Regions from separate parts of the Urocitellus parryii genome. Here region 2 is linked to region 1. A link is a contact called in public Hi-C data. All regions are on one chromosome and are shown on one strand. The core of a region is the stretch at or near the end of the contact, and the rest is flanking DNA. Distances in the headings are between cores, read along the strand shown. Region 1 holds the start of Ercc5 (ERCC excision repair 5, endonuclease). Region 2 holds the start of Tpp2 (tripeptidyl peptidase 2).

Evidence for each region. A called contact is a pair of places that touch in the nucleus more often than the background predicts.
Region 2: a contact with region 1 is called in a Hi-C map of muscle, with 5 times the contacts expected there. The contact joins the promoter of Tpp2 here to the promoter of Ercc5 in region 1. A contact is called at or near these places in 2 of 2 Hi-C or Micro-C datasets (liver and muscle).

Annotation. Positions count from the first base shown.
Region 1 is chr2:8,750,911-8,754,405 of mUroPar1.hap1, forward strand. It overlaps Ercc5 (ERCC excision repair 5, endonuclease), which reads right to left and starts at 1,971. Exons shown (of 15, transcript XM_026400476.2): 1 at 1,184-1,971. The coding sequence starts at 1,271.
Region 2 is chr2:8,963,785-8,967,451 of mUroPar1.hap1, forward strand. It overlaps Tpp2 (tripeptidyl peptidase 2), which reads right to left and starts at 1,775. Exons shown (of 30, transcript XM_026399499.2): 1 at 1,525-1,775. The coding sequence starts at 1,689.

The sequences.
Region 1 (3,495 bases), core at 721-3,220:
AAGAACAAACTACGAACCTGGTATAATTGTGAATAAGTTCTTTATTAACAAAAAATAAATAAAATATATATCTCAGATGTCTGAATTATTCTGAAGATAAATAAAAATCAATTATACAAGCTATCAAGTACTGTATATGAGGTTATCATTGTAACTAGGCTGACAGTCCTCTTTAGCTAAATGATTAGTTCTTCAAAAGAGCCTAAAATAAAAATGACTTCATATTCCAAATGGGCCTCTTTGAGCCATCTGCAAACATATAATCTAAATTACATGGTTTACCTTTCCTTCCTTTGATGTCCTACAAAATTAGAAATGTGACCTTGGTGTTTCATATCAGTAGTTCTAGAAAATCTTAATCTTTTAAAAGGATTTAACTATAAAATGACCTAAATCTTTGCTGACGTTTTAAGGGTGCCTGACAGCGAAAACCATCTTTTCATCCACTCGTAGGCCATCTTCAGAATGCACTTACACCGAGAAACCACTGGGGGGCAGCAGAGCGCGGCTGCTTTAAAACAAAAAAACTTCCTTCTCCCCAACTCAAGGGTCCCTGAACAAAAGCTTTTAAGCTGAGCCTTCAATGCGGATGTATTTAAATATTATCCACTAGGGAAAACGAGGTGATTATCTCATTATGTTCTTAAAGTCATCAGCGTTCCTCTTCATACAAGGGCTTCTTCCTGGTCCTCCAGGAGGACACTGGTCTAAGGTCTCCGCGGCTCCGGGGAGGGAACAGGTACGGGATCAAGGCCACACTACTGAGCGAACACAAGGGTCCAAATCGTAAAACCAGCATCACGTTTTCATAATGAAAAAAAAAATCAAAAATTCCAAAGACACGACATCAGCCAAATATGCACACAAGCCACTGTCACGGGGAGTGGGAGGGAAAGCGTTCACTGCGCACTTGCGAAAACTCTTCCAATGTTGTAACAGGGACTCCTGCTTCCAAACACCCTGACTTAAGGAGCCGCCGATTCAAAACAAAAGGGTCAGACCACCTGGTCGCACACGCCTCCTCCTTCAGTAACGCGAACGGAACTAGACTCCGAAGAGGAGAAGACGCGAAGGGGTGGGATGCGCCATGCCGACCTCCCACCCACGACACCACTTTAGATCTGCAGAAACTTCGCCAAGTTCACCTGCACTTGGCAGCAGAGCCACCGAGAGCGAAGGATACCCACAGCGAGGACTTTCCCCTCCAGGGCCTCGGGGCTGACCTGCCGCCCCGAGCACTCCAGCAGCTTCCAGAGCCCCTGGACTCCCATGGGGCAGGCGCGTCCGGGGTCGGCCTGTTACTCCAGCTCTTCTACAAGTCAGGTGACGCCACCTCCCGGAACCCAGGGAGCCAGCTGCCACTCAGGAGCGGAAAACCATTCGAAAGCCCACGTTTCCCGGGGAACTGGCCTGAGAGCGCACCAGGAAGGGGAACCCACGCCAGAACACTTCCTGGCGGCTGACACCTCCTCCCGGAAGAGAGCGGTCGGGGAACGGTTCGCGTTGGCGTAGAGCAGGGCCTTGACTTGTCAGGGCTTTATCCCAAATGTTTGCATTCCGATGGAAGACCGGGGTAGGCGACCAGAGACGACGTGACAAACGACAGAAGGCATAACTCGGATTCTGCTAGCTGTGCTTGGGTGGGTCTGTAATTTCACAAGAAATGGTGCCTTCTCAGCTTCCTTCTCACAGAATGCGTGGGGCGGAAGTCCCGCCCTCGTCCATGACGTCAATTTACTGCGTCCACTGCACTCCGGAAGCGAGGGAGCGTTTCCGCCCCAGTGTTTGGGTCTAGGTGCTCTCTTGGGTGCCATGGTCTTCAAGTGTGGCCACAAAACTGTTTTTGCGGGTGGCGACTTTATGTGATTTTTCAGCACCCGTTTCTCCCCCAGTGAGCCTCCAGTTGTGCAGAATCCATGTGGTTGTGGTGTTTTGGGGCAGGATTTGTACAATAGCGTGTAGTAACTAGAGAGAAGTAGAGTTCAAAGCTTCACCCAGCGTCTTAAACTTAGAATTCCACTGTTTGTGGCCAGAAATGGCAAGAAATGAATTGGCGGAGTAGCTCCAAGAAAGTCTGGCTCTCCAGCCCTCATGCCAACATTCAAATCATGACTGTACCTCATTAATAAGTTGCTGAGATTGTATTTGTTAAGAATTTTTATCTAAAGATGTACACAGAGCATAAAAGTGAAGCTAGATTTACAGATAGGTAGTTAGTGTAGTTTGGTCAATATGGAGAATGAAGGCCATATTGAGAATAGAGTCCAGGAAAAGGGGTATTGAAAATGTCCCCAAGGCCCAGAGCCCATCCCAAGGAAATGTTAATGAAGCAGCTCCCAACAAACACGGAGATGCTAATCCAAAAGTCCTTCCTACCCATAGTACTCCTTCAGCCCTCCTGTCTCCTGCCTGGGAAAGCTGAAAGAAGACCTTAGCTATCAAAAGGGGAAGACATCACCCTTCCACAGATTCCACCTCTTAGGTTCCCTTCTTCCTGCGGGAGAAGTCTTTTCTGCTGTCCTTTAATAAAGCTTTTATGGGGCTGGGGAATGTGGCTCAAGTGGTAGTGCATTCGCCTAGCATGCATGAGGCACTGGGTTCGATTCTCAGCACCACATAAAAATATTGTATCCACCTAAAACTAAATATATATATATATATTATATATATATATAGCTTTTACTTTACACTCTAAACTTGCCTTGGCGTGCTTCTCTGGTGTTATACTTCAGCACTGGGGAAGCAAGGATTCATCATCAGTAAACAGTGTAACAGAAGCAGCCTTGCAGACTTGGAGAAGATAAAAGGTGATGTGTGCAATGCTTTTAGCACTAGCTATCAAGTGAGAGTATTATCGTTCGCATTTGTTCAAATTTAAGTGATGTATTGAGATTCTAATCCAGTGAAAAAAGTTGGTTTAAAAGAGCAGGTAACTTCTTAAAAATATCAGAAACCAGTTTTTAGCAAAACCATTTGTGATCAAACTTAGTTCATAGTAGCCATGTTATGTTGACTTACAATTTTCCATCAGGAATAAGCTTACAAAGTGCTTTTCACATTTCCTCCGTGGGTAAAGTAGTACCCAGAAATTGTTCAGAGTTTTTTTTTTTTTAACTGAGAGTAGTATAATTACATATTTAATTTTTGCCCCCAAACCACAGAAGACTATTAACTTAATGAAACCAAGAACTAGCATGCTGACTTTCACCCCCCACTTCTACTCATAGTAGGCATTCATAAATGCTGCCTAAATGATCTCTCAAGTCCCTGGTCTAAAACTCTCCATCCTTGCACCCTGTAGAAAAATATTTCCTAGAGGTCAGGCAAATGTTAGTTCAGATCTCATGTAAGCCATGTAAAAACTGTGATATGGGCTGAATTGTCCTACAAAATACATATGTTGAAGCCCTAACCTCCAGTACATCAAAATTTGGCTCTATTTCAAGATCAGATCTTTAAAGGGTAATTGTTAAAATGAGGGTATTAGGGACTTGG
Region 2 (3,667 bases), core at 525-3,024, 210 kb after region 1:
ACAAAAAAAAAAAAAAAAAAGTGAACCACTTAACCCAGCTGTTTTCCTCCCACATATCCCTACAAAAAGTAAATATCACAACAGAATGGGAAGCACTACTACTCTGTAACAAAGCCTCAATGAACCGAGAGTTTTCCTGTTTTAAGTCTTAGGAATTATTAACATAATAACTACTACACAAATACAGTTGCCTGGAGGAAAGGCATCACCTCTTCCTCTTCTAATTTATAGAAGCTGCCACATTAAGGTGTGTTACAATTCAGAGCAGCAATGCAGAATTAACACCAGGAAGCAAGATTTCCAGAGAGTGGCCAGACTGCTACCCACACCCACCTTGCTCCAAGTTATTGAATTCCAAAATGCTACCTCAATTATCAGAAATAAAAGATCTGAAAGGGGAGGAACATGGAGGGAAGGGGGAGAGAAAAAGAATTATTAAACATCACTGTTTAGTGTAGAAAGAGGGCTAAGATTTACAGATGAAGAATAAGGAAGTGATCAGCATACAGTAGGGTTAATTAGGGAAGACTTTGACTTGAATAATGATTATATGCTGTTTATTAGTAGATTTCAGTAAAAGGCTAAATTTACAAAAGCCAAAGTTTCAAGACAGATGGTTTTTAGAACTGAGACATCTTTTAAAATTACCTTTCAGTATCTTTATATGATCTATAAAGTATATGATCTATAGTATCTTTCTATGATCTAAAGATATTTGACTAAGGTAAAGCTAAATAATTTTAAAACAGTAATCAAGTATGTTCTCGTATGTTTTGAGGTTTTTAAAAATAGAAGTGCCTCGAAAGTGCACCCAAACCAAACGAAATTGGCTTCTCTTTATGTAAAAGGAAGACCAAGCCACAAGAATAGATGACCCTAAACAAACACATTGCAGACAGCTTAAAAACTGAATAAGCATAACTATTAGAGGAAATGATTCCGGAAGTGGACTCGGTTATCTTCTGGAAACCCAGTTTTGGCGTTTAAAGATATTCTTCCTAAAACCAAATCTTCCAAACCACACCATAAAAATGAAGTTCTGATAGCCCTATCTTTTCCCCACCCCTGGCCCCCAATAATAAAAACCGTACAATTCTTGTTTAACAGTATCAGCTGCCGGGTGTCCAAGACAAGAGGGTCCGCAGAGACCGCGACGAGAAGGGAAGGAACCCGGAGGTGGCCGGCCTGGCGGTGCCCAAGCAAAAAGGGGCTTTCCCGGGCCACGACGTGGACCCGGGCTCCCAGGACCAACCGCGCCAGGCAGCCTGCTTTTGTCTGGGCCGGGAACTCGGCCCACCCCGGGCCCTCGCCCACCCCGCGCCCGCGGTGCCTGGGCGCCGCCGGTCCCCTGCGCGGACACCGGTGCCCCCGCGCCCGGCTCTGCCCTCTGCCTCCTCCCGGCGCCCAGCTCCCGGCGCTGCCCACCCCGGCCCGGGCTCGGCCGTAGAGCAGGGCTCCGGCCTGGGAGGCTGTGTCCCGCCCGCGTCTCTCGCCCTCGCACCGGGCCCCCGGGGACTGCCTCACCTGCATGCCCGGGGCCCCGGGGTCGACCCCAGTGTCCAGGACGGCGATGAGCACCCCCCGCCCGTCATACTCCGGGTAGCGGCACAGGAAGGAGGTGGCCCCGGTCTCTTTCTTCGGCAGGAGACCGTGAAACGGGAAGGGCTCCTCGGTCGCGGCGGTGGCCATGGACGCAGGCTGGAGGACAGACGAGGAAGAGGCAAACTGCCAGGCTGCGCGCGGACGAGCAACGCGAGGACACCCGGGCGGCCGCGGGGCAGCGGCGGGGGCGAGGAGCGGGGCCTTTCCACCGCCAGCCAATCCCGGCCCGCCAGAGCGGGGCGGCCAATCAGGCGCTGCTACGTAAGCTAACGGCGCCGCGCTCCGGAGCCGGGCAGGAGTGTTGCCCGGGCTGCAGCGGAGGGGGCGGAGTCTGGGCGCACTGCTGGAGGGTTCGGTTCTCGAACTCGCCTTTGTGGAGTCCCGCCGCTGGCACGTTTAGGAGCGCCGCCCTTTAAGCAGAAGGTTCTGGATCGAAACGCTCCGCAAGAAGGCGGGAGAGGCAGGGCCGCGTGGCAGGAGGAGCGGGAACCCGGCTACGCGGCCGACGGTGGTTTCCGAACTTGAGGTTGTGGAGAAAACTTTCCGTGCGGTCACTGCAGGGCCCCCGCCTAGTGCCACCCGAGCAGCCGGGGCCCGCGATACCGGCCAAGTCCCAAACACGCGTTTTTTGAAAGAGAGGTGTTAGATTTAGTGGTCAAGGTTTTGTCTTCCCAGTCTTGTGCCGCTTTCGTGGGGCGTTGGGGTGGGACGAATAGGGTGGGGATAGGCAGTAGTTTCAGTCAACAGGAAGTGGGCTGCTGGCCGCTCTTGGGCTGTGTGGCCTGAACCCGGAGACTGACAGGGGCCCCTCCTATCCTCCTTGCTTACAGTTGGCATCCGGGACGTCTGAAAACGTTTTGTTTTTTGGTTTTTCAAATTGAAGTTCTTAATTGCTCCTTCAGGTTCTTCTCTTAATTATCGCGCCATAATTTACAGTTTTTCAGATTCAGACTCACTGTAGTGGTAATCATTTACTGCTGCAGTAGTAGTCCTTTAATGATCTGTGTGTTTGTGTTCATTTCAGGGTAATCGAAGCTTTCCGTGTGCCAAAAAGCCGATTGGCAACTGAGACTTATCTTCTCAGATAGGACACCACCCCCCCCCTCCCAACTGAACCCAGGGGTGCACTGAGCTACTTCCCAGCCCTTCCCTCCCTTTTGAGACAGGGTCTTATTTAGTTGCCCAGGCTGCCCTTGAAATTGTGATCCTGCTACCTTAGCCTCCCCAGTCGCTGGCATTATAGACCTGTGTCACCTGCCTGGCTCAGAGCAGTGTTTTTATTTAGTGAAATCTCGAATGACAAAGGAAAGAAGTTGGGCTGAAATAGAGTTAAAATTATTAAAATTAATTTCGTATTGTTCCAGTAGTTTTGCATTGTGGTATGATTACATATGTGGTGCTTTTTGCATTACATAACGGACTAGTTGTAAGTCTGGTAAACTACCATAATTTCAAAATAGTGAAGTGAGCATAAATGAGATATCTGTAACAACCACACAGATGAACTGATTTTTCCTGGTGACTGAGTGACAGTTACTGCTACTATTGTTATGGTTATTGTCTACACTCATAATTAAAGGAAACAATTATGAGTTTGGTGAAAATGAAGGGTTTTTTTTCCCTACGCAGGTTTTTTTTAGTTGTAGATGGACACAATACCTTGGTTTTATTTATTTATTTTGGGTGCTGAGGATGGAGCCCAGTGCCTCGCAAGTGCTAGGCAAGTCCTCTACCACTGAACTACAACCCAAGCCCCAGCCCCCTTACACAAGTTTTGAGCCCTTCAGATTCTGTGCATGGACTCTAGGATAAGAATGCCTGGTAAAGAGAATTCCTTCGTATGCCAGTTTCGGAAGCCCAGAATTCAGGAGACTTTCCATGAATTCTCAAAAATTATTCTAATGGCTGTGCAGTGGTTTTGGCCATTCCTTGAACTTCATTCATTCCAAAGAGAGATGCATATTCTCTCTGATTGAGAGGAAAAGAAGAAAAGTTAATGTTCTTCTTATTTCCAATTGTGTTTACATTACCTGTAGAAAATAGATTACTTGAGCAGGATGGAAAA